Linked DNA regions of Sus scrofa: regions 1 and 3 are each linked to region 2. Evidence: chromatin contacts called from public targeted proximity ligation data. All regions are on one chromosome and are shown on one strand. The core of a region is the stretch at or near the end of the contact, and the rest is flanking DNA. Distances in the headings are between cores, read along the strand shown. Region 1 overlaps LOC102160303 (a long non-coding RNA gene). Region 2 has its middle 69 kb from the start of ZNF706. Region 3 overlaps LOC102160303 (a long non-coding RNA gene).

What was found.
Region 1: a contact with region 2 is called in a targeted proximity ligation map of alveolar macrophages. A contact is called at or near these places in 3 of 47 Hi-C or Micro-C datasets (fetal heart ventricle, liver and skeletal muscle) and 1 of 2 datasets of targeted methods (alveolar macrophages).
Region 3: a targeted proximity ligation map of alveolar macrophages shows a contact between it and region 2. A contact is called at or near these places in 1 of 47 Hi-C or Micro-C datasets (embryonic fibroblasts) and 2 of 2 datasets of targeted methods (alveolar macrophages and skeletal muscle).

What each region holds. Positions count from the first base shown.
Region 1 is chr4:35,836,026-35,840,417 of Sscrofa11.1, forward strand. All of the region lies in intron 1 of LOC102160303 (a long non-coding RNA gene), which reads left to right. Among named protein-coding and RNA genes, the nearest start is that of ZNF706, 70 kb to the left of the region's middle.
Region 2 is chr4:35,697,023-35,701,718 of Sscrofa11.1, forward strand. No RefSeq gene overlaps it. Among named protein-coding and RNA genes, the nearest start is that of ZNF706, 69 kb to the right of the region's middle.
Region 3 is chr4:35,896,228-35,901,082 of Sscrofa11.1, forward strand. All of the region lies in intron 1 of LOC102160303 (a long non-coding RNA gene), which reads left to right. Among named protein-coding and RNA genes, the nearest start is that of YWHAZ, 81 kb to the right of the region's middle.

The sequences.
Region 1 (4,392 bases), core at 1,521-4,020, 140 kb after region 2:
AATTTCAGGCCTTAACCAGCAGGGCATTTGTAAAGCCCACTGTATAAAGTCCATCTACCAAACTTGAGTAAGGAGCAAACACAAAATCAAGGTCAAGTGTAAGAACGTGTACTAGGGAAGGAAAAATGAAGTGGATTACAACCAGATGAGAAAGAGTGCAGTCTCAACTGTTGTAGCAGCCAGAGGGAGCCTAAGAGATCAAATTTAGTTCAAACCCCATTTTACACATGAAAAGCTGAAGCCCGTGATAAAAGAGGGAAGTGAGTACCTCCTCTGGGTCCAGGTCCCACAGTTCAGTTATTCTTGCATTGATAATGAGCACTTAGTAAGCACACATTAGGTGTCAGGCATTTTGCTGTGTGATGGGAACTCAAGGTGGAGGGGGACACAGCCCTTGCCTTCACAAAGCTGACTGTCCAGGGAGCAGAAGAATATAAACACAATGATTACACAATAGTGCGGCAGCTACACAGGACTAGCAGTGTTCAGAGCAGGGACCCAGAGTGGAAGGCCAGAGGACCAGAGCTTCTGGTCTCAGCTTCAAGTCCCTTACTGTCAGAGCCCATGGGCTCTGTGCAGAAGAAAGTTTATTTATTTTTATTACTCAAAGAATTTATTACATTTATAGTTGTACAATGATCATCACAATCCAATTTTGTAGGACTTCATCCTACAAGCCGAGCGCATTCCCCCACCCCCCAAACTGTCTCCTTTGGAGACCATAAGTTTTTCAAAGTCTGTGAGTCAGTATCTGTTCTGCAAAAGTTCAGTCTGTCCTTTTTCAGATTCCACATGTCAGTGAAAGCATTTGATGTTGGTGTCTCATTGTATGGCTGACTTCACTTAGCATGATAATTTCTAGGTCCATCCATGTTGCTAAAAATGCCGGTATTTTATTCCTTTTAATGGCTGAGTAACATTCCATTGTGTATATGTAGAAGAAAGTTTATTTAAAAAAAAAATCCTATGCCCTAGAAAAGGCAAAATAAAATAAAATAAATAAATAAATAAAATAAAAAATCCTACCCACCAAGCTGTCCATCAGAGTTACATTGAAAGCCCATGGTTTAGGGAGTTCCCGTGTGGCTCAGTGGTTAACGAATTCGACTAGGAACCATGAGGTTGCGGGTTCGATCCCTGGCCTTGCTCAGTGGGTTAAGGATCCAGTGTTGCCATGAGTTGTGGTGTAGGTCACAGATGTAGCTCGGATCCCGCGTTGCTGTGGCTCTGGCGTAGGCCGGTGGCTACAGCTCCGATTCGACCCCTAGCCTGGGAACCTCCATATACTGTGGGAGCGGCCTAAGAAATGCCCATGGTTTAAAAGAAAAGAGAATTACAATCTCAAACATTAACAAGAGAATCCCAAACGTGCCTTGCATTTGGGAAGAGCCTGATGGAGCATCCACAGATCTCATGACACACACAATCTTATTGCACATGGTCCCCACCACTGGTCTCAAACAAAGCAGTAAGATTTAATGCAAAACCTCTGTCTTCCAGCCCCTTCACTGGGCCCCCAAATGAGACATATACGGGCTAAAGTTTCAGGAGAGCAAGACCAAGAGTGGAGCTCACCACCAGTAGGAATGGTCCCACTGCCCTCCTCAGGGCTCTCACATGGACCTTCCTTGCCACTGCCCCATCTCTCCAGCTCCCCCAACTCACACCTGCCTCCTGCCTTTATACCCCTTCTCCCCTTCATGTGAGTGTTTTGGCTTCGACCCCAGTTCTCCTAACAGGAAGGAGAGCAGGGAAGTGGGAACCTGAACGGACCGCCTTCTGCTTCTGCCAATCCCTGGCCGAATCAGCCATGAGGGTCACTGGAGAGCCAAGCCATCCTAACACAGGGGACCTTCTCTGAACACTCACTGAGTGCTAGGTGCCTTCTGTACATCATCTCATGTCACCCTCACCAGAAACTCGAGAGTATCAAGCCCTCACATACAAAGAAACAAGATCCAGTTTCACCAAGCTAGAAGTGGCAGAGGTGAGATTCAAACCCCTACCTGCTCCAAAGCCCATGTCTTCCCTATCACAATACAAGAGAAAAGGTAAAGGGACACGGAGCATTTATTGTCGTGCAGCCTCAGCAGCACCTGGGAGCTTGTTAGAAATGCAGTCTCTCAGGCCCCTGCCGGGCCTTCTGAGAGGGAATCTGAACTTTAACAAGATTCCAGGCAATTTCGATGCCGTTTAAAGTTTGAGAAACCCGCCTCTGCATCCGTGGTTCGGGATTCGCAGCCCAGGCTGTACACAGGAATCATCTGGATAGCTTTGCACTAATGCCAATGCCCGGGGCCCACATCTGTGGTTCTGATTTAACTGTCCAGTTTATTAAAAGCTCCCCAGGTGATTCCAATGGGCAGCAACCTTTGAGAACCACTAGCAGAAGAAAAGGGACAGTTGACAGCTGTGGAGTCTGGGTGCCACTAGCTACTTGCCTGTCTTCCCAGGCAGAGGTTTGAGAGCAGCATCAGGGAGGCCCAGTAATAGGACAGAGACAGACTGGCTTTCCTGCCCGCCGGCGCGAGCGCGGTTAGACAGACATCGCCTGTGGAGGGACGCGGGGTAGGGGCTCCTGCTCTGGAAGCCCAGCAGTCTGGGTGCCAGAAACGCAGGGGGAGCGAGTTCGCCGGGCTCCGCCCGCGCCTTGAGTGGGGCTGGGAGAACGGGTGCAGCGCGCAGGCGCAGAGGCGGGGCGGGACCAGGCGGCGGCCCGCTCGGTTCCGGCGGGTAGGGGTGACTCAGAGGGCGGGGGCCGCAGCCTGCTCTCGCCCCCGCCCCCACCGGGCCGGCAACGGCCGCCTCCAGGGCCGCCTCCGGAAGGGGTGGGGCCGGGCAGCCCGGCAGCAGGCAGGTGGGCAGGTGCGCCGCCGCCCGGGGAGTGCGCATTCGAGCTCTTTGTTGATCAAACCCGCCCAGCCCCGGGACTGGGCGCGAGCCCCCGGAGCTGAGTCATGGCCGCCTGCTGGGTGCACGGCCACATGGCCCCCCACCACGTGCATCCCTTTCCTGAAGCTGGTTTGTTTCATGAGGCCGCCAAAAAGTCAGAAACCAGGGAGAGGTGGCTTCTGTTCTAAAAAGCCCTTTACTCGTAATTCATAAGCAAGGTCACTCCAGCACTCACACAGCGCTGAGCGAGAGGCACCGTCCCTGAGGATGCCACCTCCAGGAGGATCGTGATTTTGAGGCTTGAGGCAAAGCTCCCAGATAGACCCATCGTGACACGGTCAGGAAGATTCCTCTATAGCTGCCCCATGTCCCCACACCTGCCTGGGGTATGGGCTGAGAAAGCGGGCCTAGGGTCACCTGGAGAACTTGTCAGAAATGCACATCCGCCAGCCTTGTTGGCAGAGCCTGAGATTCAACAGAACCAGCTACAGCTGTGGAATCTGCATTTTAACAAGGGTCCTGACGTTTTCTAAGCAGGTGCTTGGTAGACTTGACTTTGAGAGTCACTGATTTTGAGGAGGTTCCCCCTGAGCTTAGATGCCTTAACTACAAATGGGTCCCCACTGAAGGATCATGAGTTGAGTTTGCAAGGAGGCACAACTAGCAGTTGGCAGAAGGAGTCAGGTCAGGGTCACCAGGCCTCCACACCTGTGTTTAATTTATGTGCACGGGCTAAACCTGCATTGCAGCCGTCCTCAAGGAGTTTCTAGGAGTTCCCGTTGTGGCTCAGTGGTTAACGAATCTGACTAGGAACCATGAGGTTGAGGGTTCGATCCCTGACCTCGCTCAGTGGGTTGAGTCTGGCGTTGCCATGAGCTGTGGTGTAGGTTGTAGACGCGGCTTGGATCCCGTGTTGCTGTGGCTTCATGTTGCTGTGGCCCTGGTGTAGGCCTGCGGCTACAGCTCCAATTCAACCCCTAGCCTGGGAACCTCCTTGTGCCGCAGAAGCGGCCGTAGAAATGGCAAAAAGACAGAAAAAAAAAAAAAAAGGCGCTTCTAAACCCATCCTTTCTACTTTGGTGGTACTGAGTACAAGCGGAAACAAGCAGTATTAGCTGGCATTTTCACACCACTTGATTTTCTCGGGAGGATGTTTCATCATGGTAAGTGGACTTGGGTATATGCACTGTAGCTTAAGCCTATCTGCCGCTAATGGGCCTGGACCCCCAGAAGAGTCTATTATGTCTAATGTCATGTCGAATGAATTTTTATATAATCTCTGCTTTAAAAGCTGCTAGTCTAGCAAAAGAGGATAGAGAAAAAAAATCACTGGAAATTGGGTTTAAGAACAAATTTATCCCCTTGCTTGGGAAATGTCATCTTATTCTGTTAACTGCTCCTAAAAAGAAAAAAATGAGTGAATAAATTATATTCTCAACAATTTGTTTGAAGTGTGGGTATGTGACTCTAAAAACAGACAGCCCTGGCTTAAATCTCAGC
Region 2 (4,696 bases), core at 2,014-4,513:
CATTTACCCACTGAGCAAGGCCAGGGACCGAACCCACAACCTCATGGTTCCTAGTCAGATTCGTTAACCACTGCGCCATGACAGGAACTCCCAAAGGGGTATTTTTAACTGATTGGACTTTTAAACATAACCACCAGGTCTTTATCATCGAATACCACATTTGCTCATGTTCGTATTTCTGTGTTGTCTCAAAAGCCAGTTCCCTTAAACCGAGATCAGATTATTACTTAACACACATCTTACTGATTTTCCATCTCACCCTCTTCGATTTCCCAACCCTTCTTGTTGGACAAGGAGCAGGGAGTTAGGAGGGAACCTTTCCCTTTGACGTTGACCTGAGACGTTCGGGGGAAGGCATGTGGGACTTGGGCTCAGACTCAATCCCAGACCTGCTTTTTCATGACTTGAGGTGGGATCTGGATAAGCCTTTCCTTCCCAGCCCTTTTTGAGGAAGACAAGCTCACGTCTTAGGAGTCACAAAATTCATGGGGAGAGGTCTGTGAAAACACTCAGCAAAAGTAACTAAACATTATTACACAAATCTCCAGTATTTCCCTGTACAAAAAGGTCATTGGTTGACCTTGGTTCTCTGGTGTGAAGTCAACTGAACCATCCAGATCATTCTTAAGAAATGCATTCAACGTATAATGTTCTTGTCCCTAAAAGAAACCCCACCCCACTCACCCCCGTTCCCACCACCAACCCCCATCATTAAACAACTTTTTTTAATTTTGATTTTCAGGGCCTCACCCATGGCATATGGAGGTTCCCAGGCTAGGGGTCCAATCAGAGCTACAGCCACCGGTCTACACCACAGCCACAGTCACATGGGATCCAAGCTGCGTCTGGGACCTACACCAGGGCTCATGAAAACGTTGGAATGCCAGATCTTTAACCCACTGAGCCAGACCAGGGATCGAACCTACATCCTCATGGATACTAGCTGGGTTCTTAACCTGCTACACCACAACGGGAGCTTCTCCCATCTCCAAACTTTAATAACCTAAACATACCTGCCAGTCTCTTTCACCTAGTGTGCTGACATTCACAGGTCCAGGGGATTCGGATTCTGACTGTTTTCAGAGGCCCTTATTCCCCCTCCCACAGGGAAGGAAGGAGCTATTGGAAAGCGAGGCCTCACAAACCACCTCAGAATGGTGTCCTCTTGGAAAGCCCTCCTGGAGATGGTTAGTGGCCATTTACATACGTTCTGCTCTGGGGAAAACCAGAGCGGGTATTTGTGGAAGGGTAGGAACAGGAATGTGGGGCCCCAAAGCAGAGCAAGTATATTCTTTTCTCCCCTGTGCGTGGAAATTTCCCCAAAACTGTAAGAGGCATTGAACAGATGTGCTTTGCTGTATGTGCAGATGTGGAACACATTTGCCATCCCCCTGGAGTCTCTCAGGCTCTCTGCTTTGACCAGGATCGGGCGTGAAGAGTCTGGCACAGGACTTCCCACTGTGGCTCAGCAGTAACCAACCCAACGAGTATCCGTCAGGATGCAGGTTCAATCCCTGGCCTCGCTCTTTGGGTTGGGGATCCAGCATGGATCCTGTGTTGCTGAGGCTGTAGGCCAGCAGCCGTAGCTCTGATTTGACCCCTAGCCTGGGAACTTCCATATGCTGTGGGTGCGGCCCTTAAAAAAAAAAAAAGCCTGGTACAGATCAACTTCCTTCCTCTTAGAACCCTGGCCTTGGGGGCCCTCATCTTCCAAACAAGCAGTCCAGCTACCTGGCTGGAGAGGCCAGGGATTGCTGGGAGAAGAGAGGCTTAACTGAGCACAGCTGTCCCTCCCAAGGCAGGTGTGTGAGCAGGCTGCCTCGCCTGGACCCTCCAGACCAGACCAGAGGCCACCTGAACACCACTGAATACTGCCTGCGTCTACCCCACAGACCACAGAGGAATCACCTGGCCACATCCTCCCTGAATTCCTGCCCCATGAAACTTAGATGTAAGAAAGTGATTGTAGTGTTAAACCTCTAGGTTTTGGAGTTCCCGTCGTGGTGCAGTGGTTAAGGAATCCGACTAGGAACCATGAGGTTGTGGGTTCGATCCCTGGCCTTGCTCAGTGGGTCAAGGATCCCGTGTTGCTGTGGCTCTGGCATAGGCCGGTGGCTACAGCTCTGATTAGACTCCCTAGCCTGGGAACTTCCATATGCTGCGGGAGCGGCCCTAGAAAAGACAAAAACAAAACAAAACAAAAAAAGCAAAAACCTCTAGGTTCCTTTCTTTCTTCTTCTTTTTTTTTAAGGGCTGCACTCAAGGCATATGGAAGTTCCCAGGCTGGGAACAGAATCGGAGCTGTAGCTGCCGGCCTACACCATAGCTACAGCAATGCCCAATCCTTGCCCGATCCTCCAGCAAGGCCAGAGATCGAACCTGCATCCTCATGGATATTAATCGGGTTCATTACCACTAAGCCACAACAGGAACGCCATCCTCTAGGTTTCACGGCACTCTGTGGTACAGCAGTAAATCGCTGGTGGAGAATCTGGTCACCACCACATCCATGGGGCTCTAGTCACTTTCCATTGGGTCTGAGGGTAGAAACTTTGGGGTCATGTGCCCACAAATCATCAGATGCTGTGGCCTTGGACCTCCCCTGTCCCCATAGTGATGAATCCATCTCAGAGTCATCTCTGAAGTGGGGACCGTGGAAATGATGAGTCACAGAGTAGTTCGTAGTGACAAATGGAATAAGAAGAGCTTTAATCCAATGTTATAGTCCACAGCGGTGGCTACAAGGGACAGTATTACCGGATAAATTAAATGAGAATGGCCACTCCTACTTGTTTTAATATTGTCTCCAAGTGTGGGTGTTGATTAATGGTCCAAAGTGATTTGATTTTGCATCATTAACACATTTTTAGCACTTAAGAGGGGAAAAAAGGACAAGGGAAAAGGAAAACAAATACTTTTTTTTTTTCCTCCCTGAGAGTTTGGGATCTGATGTGGTAATGCTGATGGATTATGTAATTGTGGATTATGTAATTTGTGGATAAATGTCTTCTCTTCCTGTCCTGAGCTGACCCTCATCTCTCCTGCTTTCTCTGATCCACGTGCAGTGTCCACCACAGTGGAATAAAAATATATTCTGTAGTCTTTGCTTGAGCCTGTGACTACTTATTTAAAACCAGTTGCCCTTCAGAAAGCGTGAGCCCGCCCCACACAAACGATTCAAGAGCCGGAGTGGAGTAAGTCTGCGTCTCGAGGGAAGACAGCGCACGCAATCAAGGAGTGAACTTGAGCCCAGAAAAACAGACAGCCCAGGCGATGCTGCAACACTGCCTTTGAAGCCATGTTGAGTTTAGTCTGTTCACAGTGAGGCCTGTAAGAGATCAGAAGCTGGAATCTGACGGTTGTCAGGAACCAGACCAGTGCAGCCTCTGGGACCTCGAGGCCTTTGGTTACATGATCTGGGAGTCTGTTTCTCCAGCACTGAGACAAAATCCACAAATGCACACACTTCTCTCTTGTAGAGGAAGATTCCTGGGCTCAGTGTCCAATTTTGAATTTTAAAAACTGGTTTGGAATTTCTATACATTTTTAGCCACATGAAAGGCTTTGCTCATGGTCGACCAGCCTACTCTGACTGAAAACAGATGAAACTGGGGCATTTGAAAGCAATTCCAGTCAGGCCTGTCGCTGCTCCACCTCCAAGGGACCAGGACTGCCCCTGCCCTGTGTGAGGAAGTGGATGAGGTCAGGGCCTCTGAGGGCGTTAGCTTTTCTGTGTCTGAGGTCTTTGCCTTTCCACTGGTAGGAGTGGCTCCAAGTGTGGGTAACAGGACCCGCCCGGTGTCAGGGTGCCATCTGCCCAAGAAGAGGCCCTTGTTGGAGTTTCCATCATGGCACGGTGGTTAATGAATCCAACTAGGAACCATGAGGTTGCGGGTTCGATCCCTGGCCTTGCTCAGTGGGTTAAGGATCCAGAGTTGCTGTGAGCTGTGGTGCAGGCTGAAGATGCGACTCGGATCCCGTGTTGCTGTGTCTGTGACGTAGGCCGGTGGCTACAGCTCCGACTGGACCCCTAGCCTGGGAACCTCCATATGCCACGGGTGTGGCCCTGGAAAAGGCAAAAAGGCAAAAATAAAAAATAAAAAGAAAGGGCCCTTATTGTGAGAGGACTCTGCTGTGCCCTGGGCCCTGTATTGGAGCTGGGGGGCCAAGAACTGAAGCCAGAGCCTGAGCTCCAGGCCAGTCCCGGGGCCTGCAGAGAAGGGAAATTGCAAATAGAGTGAACCACAGCGTGATCTTGCTTGTGTAGGCTGCGGAGTGGAAGGCTTCCTTTCTCTCAACAAAGGTGAAGTTTCTTGAGGTTGGATTTACTGACACCCAGTTGAGCACAGCCGAGAAAGAGCCAAGCCACGGAACCCAGGAGGCAACGGTGAAGTGGCCCAGAGGATGGCATGGGCGTGAACCTCCAAACCAGCCCTGAGGCTGGGAACTGGGGGAGTTCCCGTTGTGGCTTATCGGGTTAAGAACCCAACTAGGGAGTTCCCGTCGTGGCGCAGCGGAAATGAATCTGACTAGGACCCACAACATTTCGGGTTCGATCCCTGGCCTCAATCAGTGGGTGAAGGATCCAGCTTTGCCATGAGCTGTGGTGTAGGTCACAGACGTGGCTGGGACCTGGCGCTGCTGTGGCTCTGGCGTAGGCCAGCAGCAACAGCTCTAATTCAACCCCTAGCCTGGG
Region 3 (4,855 bases), core at 689-3,188, 200 kb after region 2:
AGAAGCATCCATGGCTAATATTTCAGGTGGTACCAGCAATGAGCCAGAAGTCCTGAGAACTCAGAGGCACCTTCCGGGTGGGGGGCTGCCCCCAAGCAGCTCTTCAGCACAGCTCCCTTTGAGGCTCCCACAGACAATCTTTCTCAAGTATTCATTCAGTACTTGCCCGGGGGGTGTCTACTGCATGTTGGGCACTTTGCTAAGAGACGTAATGGCAAGTAAAGCACCATCTGCCCCGTCTGTGGTCTCATGGGAGAGGTGGACACACACACACAAGCCAGCCTCACGTATGCTCTGGCAGACCAGGGCAATGCAGCTTGTGGAGGCGCAGTGGGCGGGGCCTCGCTTGTGGAGATGCAGTGGGCGGGGCCAGATTTGGGCTGTTGGGAAGGCTTCTTAGCAAAAATAACTCCAGCCGATTGGGGTCCCTCAGAGAATGACCTTCCCTGAGCACACATGTCCCCGGATGGGGTGGATAGCTCTCCTCTGCAGAAGAAGCCTCGGGCTAACAGGCTGGACTTGCAGGTAAAGGAGGAGACTATGAAACTAAGAGTGATCGCTTTCTTCCTCCTGGTTGTTCTGACCCAGACAGTCAAATTCCTGCATAGCTACACCTTGGAAGTAATGCATGTGCACATTCTAAGCCAGGGATAGAAGCTCCGCCTGATAGAATCCGTGCTCACCCTTTTGTTGCTGACTTGTGTATTAGCTCTTAGCTGAAGGTCAGCATTTTTTGATACCATCTTCTATGCTGAACTCTTCCTCCTCCCTTTAACTCCTTTAAGGATCTCAAATCTTCCCAGCAGCCTTATTCAATATTTATATGTTCTGGATGCAGTGAGGCTGCTTTGATCTGCAGTGAGTTAGGACTGGAGATCATCAGAGCTTGGCCCTCAGCAGCTTTCTCTTGGCTGCTGTTCCCCAAGCGTGCCCCTCCCCCAGGGGTCCCCGAGAGCCCTGCAGGGTGAAAACACTCAGTCTTTGCTGCCACTGGGCACAAGTAGAGTTCTGCCAACCACCTTCAGAGAGTGCTGCCATTTTCTTATTTAAAGCCCAGAGATTAACACTTCTTCTTTTTTTTTTTTTTTTTCCCAATTTTTAGGGCCAAATGTGTGGCATATGGAAGTTCCCAGGCTAGGGGTAGAATTGGAGCTGCAGTTGCCAGCCTAGGCCATAGCCAGAGCAAAGCCAGATCCAAATCACGTCTGTGACCTACACTGCAGCTCACAGAAACACCAGATCTTTAACCCACTGAGTGAGGCTGGGGATTGAACCTGCATCCTCAGAGATGCTAGTCGGGTTCTTAACCCACTGAGCTGCAATGGCAACTCCAAGTCTTTTTTTTTTTTTTTTTTTTTTTTATTGTGACCTGTTAGCAGAAGCAAGAGTCAGTAAAACTTCAATGGGCAGCCTACTGCAGTAGGGCCAGCACATGCAGGAAAGAGCATATGGGCTGGAATTGCTCTTTTTTCCCTTGCAACTTCGAGTTCTTGAGGCCAGGCCGCCTGTTTTCTTTTCATCCAAGGAATCAGTGAAATGGCAGAACCTGTGTGTGCGATTTGTCCTCTCCCACAGGCATGCACCTCCACCAGGATGCTAGGTAATGAAAGCACCTTTGGACTTGCTGCCTGGACCTTCAGTGAGATCCTGTCTCATTGGCCATTTCAGACATCCATACTGATTCACCTCTAGCACAGAGTGTCCCAGGTAATACTAACACTAAGTCCATTACTGTTGTTACAAAAAGAACGCTACTACCCAGGCTGCATCCAGGCAGCACCCTTCTAGGCCAGCTAGCTGTAGGACAGTATCAGCAACTGGGCCTCCTAGAAGGATGGGAGACTTTTGGCCACTGAATGGCCTGTCTCTCCATATTGGAGAAGTAACAGGGTAACATCACAAGTATGAGTCAGAGGATCCTTTTGTAGTTCATGAGCATGACAGTTGGGTGTTCACGTGGTTGTGTGACATGTGCCTCCTGCAAATCTTGTTACAACACTGGCACATTACCCGTCTGATGTTTAAAAAAAAGAAAAAAGTATGGGTCAGAGTTGGTAAATATAGCATAGCTATATTTACTTTCTCCCTCTCTTATGCAGACAGCACTACTAATCAATCATAATATTTGTTCCTTCTGAAAATATGTACCATCCTGGGAGCCATAGTTGCTGACACAGATCCTCAAGCTGCAGGGAAAGTGAAGGCAGACAGGAACAGTGATCTCCTTTCCTGGAAAGGTTAAGGTTTATAGCTAACAAAATCTCCAAGGGTCCTTGGCTGACGTTTTTATAATTAGGAGTTCAGGGCAATTCATTTTTTCTCATGGGGAGAAAAGCATTGAGCTGCTGGTTCATCGAGCAAATCTTGGCAGGCAAGAGCCTGGAGGGGCCTCCTTTCCAAGGAAGAGACCAGGAAGTAACAAACCTTGTCGGGTCCCAGAGGACTTGAGAACAGCTGGCAGCATTGCCTACATCCTGCAGGGTACAGATAACCAAGTATTTCCCACAACCCAACGGGGGCATGGAAGGAGCTGAGAAAAACAGGACCTGAGAGGTAGAGGGTCCCCCAAACTGGTTGTGGATGCTACCCTCAGAACAGATGCCCAAAGTAGATATTCAGGTGAGTTATAGAAAAATAAAGAATTTTTTTTTTTTGTCTTTTTGCCTCTTAGGGCCGCACCCACGGCATATGGAGGTTCCCAGGCTAGGGATCCAATTGGAACTGCAGCTGCCAGCCTATGCCCCAGCCACAGCAATGTGGGATCTGAGCCACATTTGCAATCTACACCACAGCTCATGGCAACACTGGATCCTTAACCCACTGAAGGAGGCCAGGGATCCAACCCACGTCCTCATGGATGCTAGTTGGGTTCACTAACCCCGAGCCACGATGGGAACCCCCAAAATAAAGAATTTTAGACTACCGGCACCTTTAAGCTCCTATCCTTAGAACTCAGCTAATTTAAGGATGAGTTTGTCAAGCCCTTGTTCTCCAGGGCCCACAGTTTATCTAGGGGATAGAAAAGCAAATGAGCCATTAGGATGTGACACCCTCAGTGGAAAGGGGTAGTAAATGATATGAAAGCTCCTTGTAACATATACCACTACTATATATAAAACAGTTAACCAACAAGGACCTACTGTATAGCACAGGGAACTATACTGAATATTTTATAACCTACAGGGAAAAGAATCTGAAAAAGAACATATATCTATATATATATCTATATATATCAAAGATATATATATCTATATATCTATATATATCACTTTGCAATACATCTGAACCTAGCACAATATTCTAACTCAACTATACTTCAATTAAGGAAAAAAGGAAAGTTCCTTGTACAGAAAACCGTTTTATGAGACTCCTCCCATCTCCTGTCTCACCTTTGGGATGTGTATTGGTTATCAATTGCTGTGTACCAAATTACCTCAAAACTTAATAGCTTAAAACAATAAACATTTATTAATCTAAGGTGCCAATGGGTTAGGAATTTGGGAATGGCTTGACTGAGTGGTTCTGGCTCAGAGTCTCTCAGGCAGTTGTAGTCAAAACATTGTCAGGGCTGTGGTCCCTTGGAGGTTTGATTGGGGTGGCTCTTTCAGAGGACTGTCAAATGCTGCTTGTGGGCAGGAGGCCTCAGTTCCTCACCATGTGGGCATCTCCCTTGGGCTACTTGAGTGTCCTTACAACATGGGAACCGGTTTCCCCCAGAATAACTGATCTGAGAGAAAGAACAAGAATGAAACCACCTTCTGGTCATAAGAAGCAACTTGCTAAATTCAGGCCATAATCTAGGGGAGAGAATTAATCGCTAGCTCTGAGAGGGAGGAGTATCCCATAATTTGCAGACAATTTATTTTTTTTATTAATTAAAAAAATTTTTTTCCATTATAGTTGGTTTACAGTGTTCTGTCAATTTTCTACTGCACAGCAAAGTGACCTAGCCACACACACACACACACACACACACACACACACATGCACACGCGCACACACACACACACACACACACATATACACTTTCTTTTTCTCATATTATCCTCCATCACGTTTCATTACAAGTAACTGGATATAGTTCCCAATGCTATACAGCAGGATCTCATTGCTTATCCACTCCAAATGCAATAGTTTTCATCTATTAACCCCAAGATCCCAGTCCATTTCCCCCCGCATCCTCCCTGCGTTGGTGGCAACCACAAGTCTGTTCTCCAAGTCCATGCATTTCTTTTTGGCGGAAAGGTTCATTTGTGCCGTATTTTAGATCCCCCCCCTTTTTTTTTTGGACTTTTTCCTTTTCTAGGGCCACTTCCCTTGGCATATGGAGGTTCCCAGGCTAGGGGTCTAATTGGAGCTGTAGACCCCAGCCTACACCACAGCCACAGCAACGCAGGATCTGAGCTGTGTCTTTGACCTACACCACAGCTCATGGCAACACTGGATCCTTAACCCACTCAGTGAGGCCAGGGATCAAACCTGCAACCTCATGGTTCCTAGGCGGATTCGTTAACCACTGTGCCACTACAGGAACTCCTAGATTCCAGATATAAATGATATCATATGGTATTTGTCTTCCTCTTTTTGACTTACTTCACTTAGTATGCGTGTCTCTAGTTCCATCCATGTTGCTGCAAATGACATATGTTGTTCTTTTTTATGGCTGAGTAGTATTTGTGGACTTATTTTAAAATCACCAAATGCTGTGAAGGAAGTTGGATTCCCTGAACTGCCTCCATTGTCCTGATCCCCCAAATGTGATAGATTATTTTGAACCTAGTGATAATAGCATGTGGAAGGTCCACTTGACAAGACTGGAATCGGGAATCAGCCACGGTCAGGAAAGATTAGGGGT